Linked DNA regions of Hordeum vulgare: region 2 is linked to region 1. A link is a contact called in public Hi-C data. All regions are on one chromosome and are shown on one strand. Each heading gives the region's core, a stretch centred on a gene start, on an enhancer-like site or on the middle of the called end of the contact. The rest is flanking DNA. Distances are from core to core; before and after follow the strand shown.

Region 1 (6,334 bases), core at 2,818-5,317:
ATGAATCATCAAACCACCAAGGGAGCATATATGCTTTCAAGTGGTCATGGCGCGTGCAGTCATGAGCGTCTCGTCGTTGCTGCTCATTCCGCGTCGCGCCGTCAGGCTGCCAAGATCGCTCCGCTCGGAGCGTGCTGATAACGTGTTAGAATAAAGACAAAGACAAGAATCGAGAAAGATGTAAAGTGAACAGTTGTCTTTATGATGATGGAGTGACACGAGCGAACAATCGTGTCCCTCGTACATTGCGGTTAGGATAGTGGAGATTCTCCATAATTAACGCATGGGTTAATTAAAGAGTTCATATAATGCCAATATATATGATGGGAGCAACATCCGCCGAGACGCCTATAACACACAGATTGCACTCACGTCATCGCGTGCATGCATGTGGGAATCTTTTTGGATTTCCAGTTTTTAAAATATTTTATCTTTTAAATGAAAAATCCGATTGAAGATTCGTTTTCACCATTAAATCCATCGCGGCGAGATCTTCAAAACTAGATCTCATATCATTATGTTTCGATGACTTTTTTTAAGGGTTAAAAGTTGTCATGTCTATTGCACATGAATTGTCATGGTGTTTACATTGAAGTTGCCATGATGTGTTTCACCTATTTCTTTTACCTTTAAAAAAATGACATAGCCATGATGGATTACTAAAAATTGTCATGATTAATGTATTAAATTTTTCATGGTTAATTACTAAAATTTGCCATGATCAATTAATAGAAATTGCCGTAAAAATTGTAGTTGAAAATATAATGTTACCTTTAAATCTAGAAGAAAAAATAGATACAATATGTGAAAAAACTTTAGTGTTAAATAGATACAATATGTGAAAAAACTTTAGTATAAACACTATGACAACTACTGCATAAACATCATGCAAGTTTTGAAAAAGAAATCACCGAAACGTATCAACATGAGATCAGTTTTGAAGATCTCATCGAGATGAATTTAATAGTAAAAACGGATTCTTTTAATTGGATTTTTAATTAATATATACAATATTTTTAAGCCGAAAATAAAAAAGATTTTCGTTGATGTCATCTGTTTTGACCTGACAAAATGGGTGGTAATAGGTCATGTTGCTTCGTGTCACACGTATCTTTTCCGTAATTAAACTCAACAGATTTGAGGCAACGAAGGGGGTTTAACAGGGGCCCGTTTACACACTATTTGATTATGTAATTATGACGTTAGGAACGGAGGGAGTACAAGGCTGTTTCTTGCCATCTGACATGCAATAGTTAGTGATGGAAAGAACACACGTCAATACATTCATTCGGGGGTATGACACAATTTGAGAAAAGCGCAATCGATTCTGTTATCTGTGTTATCACGTATTAACCCGTTTGGGACTTGTACCTGAAGCAGAATTGGGTGCATCAAACTGTTCTCATGGGACAGATAAATCCGACAGTGTTAACTGGGCTGAGCAGCTCAATAGCATCCAAACCAAACTGGAGTTCAAAAGCTCTTGCATCAAAGGCTAAGCATCCATAGAGAACCATCTCGCAAAATCTAGAGAACAACACCAACCTCACATGCTAGAATCAGGATTTTGCAAATCCGACAAGAAAAATTCTTGATTGCTTAAAACAAATTCGAAGAAAAACAAAACATCGCCACGACGCCTATCTCACACAATTGTTTAGCTCTTGGTGGTCTTTTCCTTGGTCTTCTGGATCTTCAGCACCTTCTTCACAATCTTCTGCTCCTCAACCAAAAACGCCCTGATGATCCTGCACGGCACGAACAGATCAGCTTAGCTCAACAGCAAATTTATGAAATACCACTTGTTTGAATGAATGATGGTTACCTCTCCCTGACTGCAGGACCAGACAGAACACCACCGTAAGGACGGTTTACAGTCCTCCGGTTCCTTGACAATCTGGACCTCTTGTACTCAGTAGGCCTCAGGTGTGGAATCTGCAGTTTGGCATATGAACTACCATCAGAATGAGAAATTACTATTGTGGTTACTGAGGCAGTATAATGTACCAACAAAGCAAGGAATAAACTTATGATTCAGTGGGAACTTTTCTATCTGATGTATATAGCAATCACTATCTAGAAGCATAGAACTACGGTGGCAAAAAGTAGTCCAGCAGCACTTCACAATTACATGCATACATGATTTCACTTGTGAATGGCTCAATGCTACCTATTGGGGGTTGTTAAGAATGGGTGTAAAATAGCTAAGCACCTGTGGCAACATAAATTTTACAACCAAGCATAAGCACCTGGCACATAGAGTTGACAAATAGTAATGATGATCTCCACAAAGCACAAACGTCATGCAAATATGGTGGACACCCATGGGTAAGCAAATCCCAAAGAATGTAGTCCTTCAAAAAGCAGATGGACCATTCCACATACAGATAAATATGAAGTAAAAGTCAAACAACGTAATAGCAAGCTCCTATAAATTGTCAAAAATCACAAAGATGTTGAACAAAAGATTGCCAGTTAAAACAGAAGAATTTGAGACAACATCATACTCCTTCCGTTCCTAAATATAAGTCTTTTTAGATGTTTCACTAAAAGATAATATACGGATGTATATAGACATATTTTAAAGTGTAGATTCATTCATTTTGCTTTGTATGTAGTCTCCTAGTGAAATCTCTAAAAAGACTTATATTTAGGAACGGAGGGAGTAGTAATCAAATATTCTCAATTGAACTATACAAGAACACAGTCTGAGTAGTACAACTTCATTGTGAGTGCAAATGCAAAAAACAAAAGGAGCAACCAGACAGACATCATAATGAGGCCTCTACATCAAAACTAAGAAAATGATAACATAGCCCTACTAATACAACAGAATATTAGGTTAAATCCACACAAAATTAGGGCAAATGCTTGTCATGTTCCACTGTAATCATAGCCCTACTAATACGACAGAAAATGCTCAGGAAAAAAAATGAAGATGAACTGACAGTGCAATGTTCATGCTCAGATTCAAAATACAAATGCATAATATCCCAGTAAGCGTAAATTACAGAGTTATACACTGCAGGCTTGGAAGAGAGTGGAAATAAGCAGAAGACATGTTCATATCACAAGAAGAATTACCAGACAAGAACACACGGTTAAGAGAGCCAGATCAAAGGATACAAATTCAGGGCCAGACAAGCAAACGCATAAAATATGACATTACAATGCCATTTCCTGCTTGGGGGGGGGGGGGGGGGGGGGGGTAGCAAACATAGACAATTTATAATAAATCAGTCTAGGAACGGTAAATTCACCTGCAGTATGGTCAGAGTTGACAAATTCAGCATAACCAAAGGTATAAAGCATGATTCAGCAAGAATTAGCACTACTTCAACAATAGTAGGGCAGGACTCGAATGTAGTGTTTCGAGTCCCACTTCAAACATTAACATGAAACGAAAAAATCTGAACGAAAACATTGCCGCGTTCCATAGGGCAGGACTCAAATGTAGTGTTTTTTTTGTTTGGAGTCCAACTGTGTGTGTTTATATCGGCAACCACTTCACTGAAATGCAGGTCGTGTCTGAGCGCATGGTGCATACAACGCATGAAATCTAATGAAATAACAGGTTAAAATGGGAGAATGTAACACATACTCCTTGGATCTTCTTCCCGGTAACCGGGCATTTTGGCCCACTCGCCCGCTTTTTGGTGTACTGGTACACAAGCCTCCCACCTAATAATCAGTAATACATCAAGAAAACTCTTTGAGTTGAGATCCTGGAAGAAGACCCCCAAAATTTTACTCAATATAAACTGTCAAGGGAGCGGTAAACACGGATGCGAAATTCAAGCGTAAATCCATCTAAATTCAAGACATACACGAGTGGCATCAATACTATCCAGACAGTTGCAAGACTAAAAACACATGAGCGAGCAAAAGCAGGCGCCTCTGATCTCCCTCACCTGGGGTCTTGACGACGCGAGTCTGGTTCGACTTGGTGGCGTAGCTGTGGCGCTTTCGGTATGTCAGCCGCTGCACCATCTCGCCGCCCTCTCCCGGAGTTCTCTCACCGCTCGCTCTTTCGCTCCCGCTGTCTGTAACGAGGCGGCGCCGAAGGGAAGCGAGGGTAGGGGAGAAAGAAGAGCTTTTATAGGGCTGTTCGTGGTCTGGGTGACCTAGATCCAATGGTGGAGGATGCTTTATCAAGTGAGCGGACGGCTCTCTGTTTGTTTTTCATGATTATTAATCCAGTCCGCTTTTATATTGAAAATACCCAACTGAACCTCGGTCTGCTCTGGATGCACCCACGCTGAAAAATATTTATAAAATACTCACCACTTATACTCACCGTTTTAGTCCCTAGAAGCGACTATAAACTGCTCACTGAACCACCTCTCTACTGCCTACTTTATATTTTCACTAGCAAAAAAAATCCATGCGTTGTAACGGAAGAAAAAATAACACACGCTCTGAACGTAATATATTTTCACATGGTATCACATTTGTGTTACCGACGATGGCTTCAGTGCTCACACAACGAAAACGCGTTTGAATGTACAGTCACTCGGAATAAGATGAGAAATATGTTGTTTCTCTCCACGAGATTTTCCAAAGATGTGCATGTGTAGTTACCAATGTTTTCTTTCCTCTCAATTTGGTTTTAATTTAATGGATGTTTATTGCAATTCGTATGGTCGTCGAAAAGAGAGAGAAAAAAGGACCGTGCACTACATATTAAGTTTGCACCAAAAATAATATTTAAGAAGTATTCAAGGGCTAAAAATAACATCCTATTTAGATTCTACACGTTTTTTCAATCAAAATTCGTATATAACATGTTAAAATCGGAGTTAAGGTTTAAAATATATGGATAATTTTGTTTTAGATAAAATATGGATAGATTAACTCAAAAGTAAGGGGTTTTTTTGTTGAAACGAAAAAAATGTTTCGGATGACTTAAATAGGGAGGGCGGGTTGATTACCTGAAACATGAGGGAGTTTTCTGAAAAATGCAAAAAAAAAAGGGTTCGGCTGTAACTAAAAGATGGACTGTGGGTTGATTATCTAAAACTGTGAGGACGTTTCTGCAAAATACCAAAATGACAAAAAACGGTTCGCTGTGACTTAAAATTGGATTGTGGTTAATTACCTAAAACTGCGAGGACTTTTCTGCAAAATGACCGACGACAGACGACAGAAACGCTGCGCGCTTTATTATTAGGGGAGAAGTATAGAACTCTCCTTTACTGCTAAATTGTTTTTCCCAACTTTCATTGAAAATACGAACTACGATTGCAACCAACTTTCTGTAATTTAGCATGAAGCTCAAGATAATTGTTGTGAGGTCAACATCAATATCAACTCAATCAAAACGAAACAAATCTTTTTCAAAGCAAGTGAGAGCACCGGCGAGCTTGTATTGTTTCTACCGAATAATTCAAAATGTTTATAAATGAAAAATACCAAAAGATTAACAATGAACTTGGCTAAAATCCTAACTCGTGTTGCAATTGATGAACAAGCTAGGATTCCTAGGACACAGGTAATTGGTTGAGCAATCATACATAACGAATAAAGGAATTACAAGGTTTGTTCTATTTATCTTTGAGTAATATATCAATGAAGATGGACAGGATGGTTGAATTTTAATGAAAGGAACCTAACGTCTTCGACGGAGAACATTTATTCTAGCAGCAAGGAAAAAAAGGAGTCCACACAATGTCATTAAATTGAAATCAACAATTATGAGTTGTTTAAACCAGTGTAATTTTTATATACAAAACTGAGCCACGAACATAACAAATGGAAGAAATAGTTGGTTTCACCTTGGATGTTTGAACACATTAAAATAGTTCGTCTCCTTCGTGTGAGGACTCTATTTGTAAGGAGATTGTTTTTTTGTGGGGGATAAGGAGACTGTTGATTTCACCGAGAAAAGTGATTGCCCGAAGATCCAGTGGTAATATGATTGTTTCTTGTTTTTTTGCTATGTTTCCAAGATATTCAGAAAATGATAAATGCATCGGAGGAGTAGATAGAGCTGGCTCGAGCTTCATCAGTTGCAGTCTTGTAAGGAAAAAGGTGTAATCCCACTTACAATCTTGTTTAGAAAACCCGCAAGCCACTCTCAAATAACTATTCAGTGAAACATAAAATGACAATCATCCTGAGTGGCATGAGTGCAAGAAGCATCAGAGGTGTAGCGGTTACACCATGAAACAATAAACTAACGCACCCCATGGGGTGTAGCGACAACATGCAATCGAATACCAACCACACTACGTAAGGCTCTTCCCTAGATGGTTTACATGAGATAAATTCTGATGGGATATATTACATGATACATCCATTTTACATCATGCTTTTATATCGATATTTATCACAT
Region 2 (5,730 bases), core at 526-3,025, 430 kb after region 1:
CGGAGATCGCATGCATCCGGTCATCGCTGCCGGAGAGCTTGCGCAACCTGCTGAGGTACGCCCCCATCAGCAACATGTTGTGGACGGCGTACTTCGATCGCCGTTACGCCGTCCAGCTCGCCGCCACCAACGGGGTCAAACCCCGCGGCCGCCACAACTCCGAGGGGTGCCGCCAATGGTGGGGCGTCCCCGACCGCACCTTAGAGGCCGTCCTCGAGCACATCGAGGGCGGCAACTCACCGAGGTACGAGTACCCATCGCCACCCGCCTTCTCCCGCCGCCGTGGCAGCTCCTAGACGCCAAGGCGGATGGAGACGGCGCCGTCCTCGTCGTCCGGCTCCGCTCCCGCTCCTCTGGGTCATCGGTGTTCCTCCCCGTCAAGCTAGAGCCGCAGGAGACGCCGCTGGGCGGTGCACACGCAGCGCCGACATCATCATCAACGAGCCCGATGCTTCCTCCCACCTCGTCAAGCCAAAGACGGAGCCGAGACTCCTTCCCGTCAAGCAGGAGTACCTGGCGATGACCGCCGCCGCCGAGACCGCCCTCAAATGGGCGCAGGACGGCTACGTCCGAGAGGAGATGGAGCGCCAGGCGCCACGCCCTGGAGGAGATCGCCGCTGGACCCCGTGACCGCGAGGAAGGCGATGTCGTCATCCTCGATGACAACGACGAGGAGGCGTCAAGGCCTTCCAACCCCGTTCACGACGGCGACCCAGGACAGGGGTGCAACAAGGACGGCGACAGAGGGCAGGACGACGGCGATGACGGTGACTACACCAATTTCTATAAGCTTCTCGTCATGTAGAAGGCGACGGCTTCAAGCGGCAGCGGCGATGTAGTTTAGTTAATTATATTTAGGTAAACGCTTCCACCCGCCGCGCCGGCCGAATCGTTCGGCCGGTCGCACGCGGGCCGCGCGCCTCGCTTGCAGATGCTTGCAACATTTTTTCGTCAAATTTGCTGCAACCGTTGTTTTTCTGATACAAACGTTTTCCATGCAGCTTTTTTTCTCGTGTAAATTTGTTGCAACCAACGCCATATTTGCTGCATATTCTGGTTGCAACTCCAGTTCGTCGGATTTTTCGTTACAATCGATGTTTTTTACTTTTGCTACAACCGTGTTAATTTTTGCTACAAACGACATCATTTTTTGCTGCAACCGTTCACTAAAAAAGTTGAATACACGTTCACGTAGATATTTGTTACAACCGACGTTTGACTTTTGCTACCACGCACCATCAGCTTCGTTTTTTTACTACGATCACGTAGATATTTTTTTGCTATAATTTTTGTTTTTTGTTGCAACCGTTGAAAAAATTGTTGCATTGCGTCGAATTTTTGCTGCATCGGGAAGGAAAATGTTGTATGAAGATCCAACGGTGCGGATGCGCGGGGGTTGGTGGATCGTGCGGCCCGCGCGCGGCCGGCCGAAAGTTTCGACCGGCGCCGGCGCAGAGCACTGCCCTTATATTTAATTATGTTTTTGTTTCACTTTTGTACAAATTTTAATGCAAACTATGAATTTCATTCGAATTTGATCAAATTTGATTCGGTTATGATCAAATTTGGACCGACTTTATTTTTTTCAAAAAACATTTTGGACGATCTTTGGATGAGTGCTTGAAAACCTGAGCCCCATGCAATTTTTTCATCGGCCCACCCGTAGACGACGCTATTTCACGTCGGGGACCTAACTGCTGGAGATGCTCTTACAGTATGGAGATGCTCTTACAGTATGACATAAGGTGGTTTGGCCTAGCGTGTGTGCGTGCAACTGCAAAGACAAAATTGCTGGAAGGAAAACCAGAGCCAGATCAGCACTTCTCTTCTTTATTTCCACGTTTCTTCTTTTGTCGCCCCTCCACGCCTCCCCTCCTTGCATCCACCGCCCCGAGATCTCCCTTGTCTGATTGCCTCCCCCTCTCCGGCAATGGCCTCCCCCGGACCAGTCCCCGCCGGCGAGCTCCTCCGCATCGACCCCATCGAGCTCCGCTTCCCCTGTACGCCCCCCCCCCCCCCCCCCCGCAAATCCCCCTCTGCGAAGAAGATCTCCTTTTTTGCTCTCTTCTTCCACCGCCGTGGATCGATTGGTCTGTGATTCTCGTCTGTTGTTTTTCTTGAGCAGTTGAGTTGAAGAAGCAGATCTCGTGCTCGATGCAGCTGTCGAATCTCAGCGACGACTACATCGCCTTCAAGGTCCGTTAGTCCTTTCCTGAAATCTCTGGCTGATCTTTTTGTTCCGTACGGATCGTCCTGGAACCCTAGAACAGGAGCAGTTCCATGGATGCTTTGATGCGTTGTACGTTTCGGTGTGGCATATCATCTATCTGCATGTCACAGCTGTTATTCGCGATTTTCTGTTTCCGTGAATCATGTCTTTGGATTTGACCTGATCAGTGATCTGGAAAATTGTCTCTGTGATATGATGCCTAAGAACCAAATATTGTGTTCACTAGTTGTATAGATTAAAGAGTTTAGAGCTATTTCTCTCTCAGAACATAATTGCCTGTCATTCTTATGATTTCGTTGTTCAAGTCTGTATGTTGTTTGATGTCCATACCTTGAATTTGATGGCATGCACCTTGGAGTTGGTGGTTATGTTGTTGGCATACGGTGCCAACTACTAATCCCTCCGTCCTAAAATAACTGTCTCAACTTTGTACTAGCTCTAGTACAAAGTTGTACAAAGCTTAAGACACTTATTTTGGAACGGAGGGAGCACATCCTAATCATCATTTGTATGGGTTGTTTAATTGTTGTCAAAATACAGCCATCGGTGTGTTTCGTGGTATAGGTTTAGGACAGTGCTACGGCGCGACACACTGTGCACCAAACACATCACCATGGCATCATCCTGACTTAAATCATGACACGCTGTGTACGGCAGCCGAGTGATTGCACAGTTCGGAACCGGGCGCGCTATGAGGCACGCATGCGGACGTTCGCGCACAACCGATTCCATAGGCTTATAATTCTTGATTACTTTTGTGTACCTAGGTTATTTCATTGTTTTTTCTCGCCATTCGATGGCTAGAGGTGAAACCTTCCAGTGTATAACTGCGTAATGGCACTGAAATCATTGGAACGGTTTGCAGTGGAATCGCTTCAATCTAAGCTTGCAAGAAATCATGAACTCAAAGAGCTTTATATTTACTGTTCTTTTCATTGTCTCAGGTGAAAACTACAAGCCCAAAGAAATACTCTGTGCGGCCCAACACAGGGGTTGTCTTGCCGCGATCTACATGCGATGTTGTTGGTTTGTGATTTGTAGATTTGCTCCCCCAGTGTTCTTGATGTATTCAAGTTATCTTCTTTTTTGGTTATACTTGTTCATATGTATTATTGCAGTGACAATGCAAGCACAGCGAGAAGTCCCACCTGACATGCAGTGCAAAGATAAGTTCCTAGTCCAGAGCGTCGTCGCACCCTCTGGCATAAATGTGAAGGATGTTACGGGAGAGATGGTAATGTTTCCCTCTTGATTTGTTTCTTAAGGAATCAAATGTGGCATTACTTATATGAGAACCAAGGCATCAGTCGATGGATTAATAAAATCTTTGTTTCAGTTGTATCCATCTTCTCAGTTGACTGACTTTGGTGGTACACCTGTATTGATTGATTGGTCGTGTTGTTGAATGGCTTGCAGTTTATGAAGGAATCTGGAAATAAGATTGAAGAGGTGAAATTGCGAGTCACCTATGTTGCACCTCCACAGCCACCATCTCCAGTTCCTGAAGAATCCGAGGAAGGCTCCCCATCTAGGGTTGAATCAGAAAATGGAGATGGTCCTGCTGGGGGATTCACCAGGGTGAGTTGTCATGATTGTTGAACTTCCACCCACACATTTCACTGCCCCCCCCCCCCCCCAAACACACACTCACACGCTGTTGAGGGAAAATTACTTGATTCTGCATTCACTGCAGGCACTGCGAGAGCGCATTGATCCCCAAGAAAAATCTTTAGAGGTCAGTTATTCCAGTATGTGATATTCAATAATAAGTTCATCAATGTTTTGTTGACACATAATTATGTTAGTTTCCTGAACATGTACGTGGCCTTACGCATTATGTTACATTTGACTAGCAAAAGAGCCTGTGCGTTGCACCGGGAGCATGTACAAATAAAACATCGGACCCTAGTACTCCTAGTGTGTCGGCATGTCGGGCAGGAGGAGTCTAGAAATCGCAAGCTCCTCCTCGTCCTAGAAATAGTGAGCTCCTCCTCGTCCGTTGAAACATCCTCGTCGTACTGTCTACACATCTACACACCACGGGTCATCGGGGCATGGTTGGTGGCTCCCCATCTAGAGTAAGAAAGTGCCGGTGCGCTCCAATGGATTAGCAATTCTACGATGGTCAAATCAAGGTATTGAGAACACATAATGTATAGTCAACCTTGTTAATTCAAAATCAAATAAATTTGAACGCTGGTTGCACTTATAAGAATATAATACATTTAGTTGATGGATTACATGCGGTTAGCCTAGAGACCACAAAGAAATCGCGCGCTGTGTGATATGGACGACAACAACCTGCTGCTTCCTCAGTCAGGCATCCTCCTCCGCGTCGTCTGTGATCCCTCCCCTTCTTCCTCCATCTCTCTTCTCTCTCCCATGCTTCTTTTCTCTAGGAGCTCTCTATGTCTTCTTTTTTTCGACAGAGAGACGACCATGGTCGCCTGATGCCCGAGCGTCGTCGACCAAGGACCCGCCGGTGTCCAGACCCCCTCTACGCCATCGCCATCTCACCGGGGACCTGTACCAAGTCGCATCCAGCACCCGCACCACTCTCTGGCCCCTCCACGCAGCTCTGTAGCCCAAGTGTTTCATCCGCCTCGCGCCCAAAGCAGAGGAGAGGAGCTCCCTGCCCCGACGACAACGGTTGCCTCCGACTCCTCGCCACTACCACTGTCGTGTTCCCCTTGCCAGAGCAGGTAGTCATGCAGCCCCCCCGGCCTACAATATGCACTGGATCCCGACATGATTCGCCTCGCACCGACCTCCGTTGCTTCCCTGCTGTTCCTCGCCCTCTCGCAGCCCTGCAGTCGTCGTCCTGCTCTCGATCCAACGCCGCTCGATCTGTAGGCCCGGAGAGCGCTTGGAGATGGACTTGCAGGCGTAGTCGGCCCCCGTGGCGAGCTCGGTGCAGAGGTAGGTGGTGCCGAACTGGCCCTGCCCCAGCTTCTGGCCCATCGCGTAGAGGTCGCGCAGGTTGGGCGTGGGGTGGCCGAGGACGGAGCCGAGGTCGGCGGGGGCGCCCGCCCCGCCACGCCTCATGGCCGTGGCGGGCTGCGCGGGGGCCGCGTGGCCGTTCGTCTTGGCGGCCGGCTTGGTGCCGGGCTGCTTCTTCCGGGAGTCGACGGCGGCGGCGGGGTTGGTGTTGGTGTTGTGGTCGTAGTCGCGGTCGGGGTCGTGGCGCTGGGAGGCGGGGTGCTTGAAGCTGTGTAGGTACTTGGATCTAAGGGAACCGCCGCATGCGTTGCCCATCAAAGGACGGGGGGAGGCCGCGCCTGGCGCATCAAAGCTCCGTCGGCCCACTCCGTGGTTGGTTGGTGGTAGCCTCGCCCCGCGTCGCTCTCACGGAACCGTCAGCAGGAGCAAAGCGGCGAAACCGACCTGGATGGGTGGAGGAGGGAGGGAGGGAGGGAGGGAGGAGAGGGGGCTGGATGACAAAACGTTTTCTTCCACTTACATAGGGATTGCGGGTTGAATACCCATAAGCGGAGGGACTT

The links. A called contact is a pair of places that touch in the nucleus more often than the background predicts.
Region 2: a Hi-C map of leaf shows a contact between it and region 1, with 3 times the contacts expected there. The contact joins the promoter of LOC123407531 here to the promoter of LOC123407823 in region 1. A contact is called at or near these places in 1 of 6 Hi-C or Micro-C datasets (leaf) and 1 of 1 datasets of contacts at active chromatin or transcription factors (embryo).

What each region holds. Positions count from the first base shown.
Region 1 is chr7H:378,069,541-378,075,874 of MorexV3_pseudomolecules_assembly, forward strand. LOC123407823 (60S ribosomal protein L34-like) reads right to left here and starts at 4,068. Exons shown (of 4, transcript XM_045101050.1): 1 at 3,912-4,068; 2 at 3,602-3,681; 3 at 1,826-1,935; 4 at 1,468-1,748. The coding sequence starts at 3,990. The coding sequence ends at 1,658.
Region 2 is chr7H:378,498,235-378,503,964 of MorexV3_pseudomolecules_assembly, forward strand. LOC123407531 (vesicle-associated protein 1-2-like) reads left to right here and starts at 1,776. Exons shown (of 8, transcript XM_045100691.1): 1 at 1,776-2,000; 2 at 2,126-2,196; 3 at 3,175-3,256; 4 at 3,349-3,464; 5 at 3,647-3,808; 6 at 3,924-3,965. The coding sequence starts at 1,931.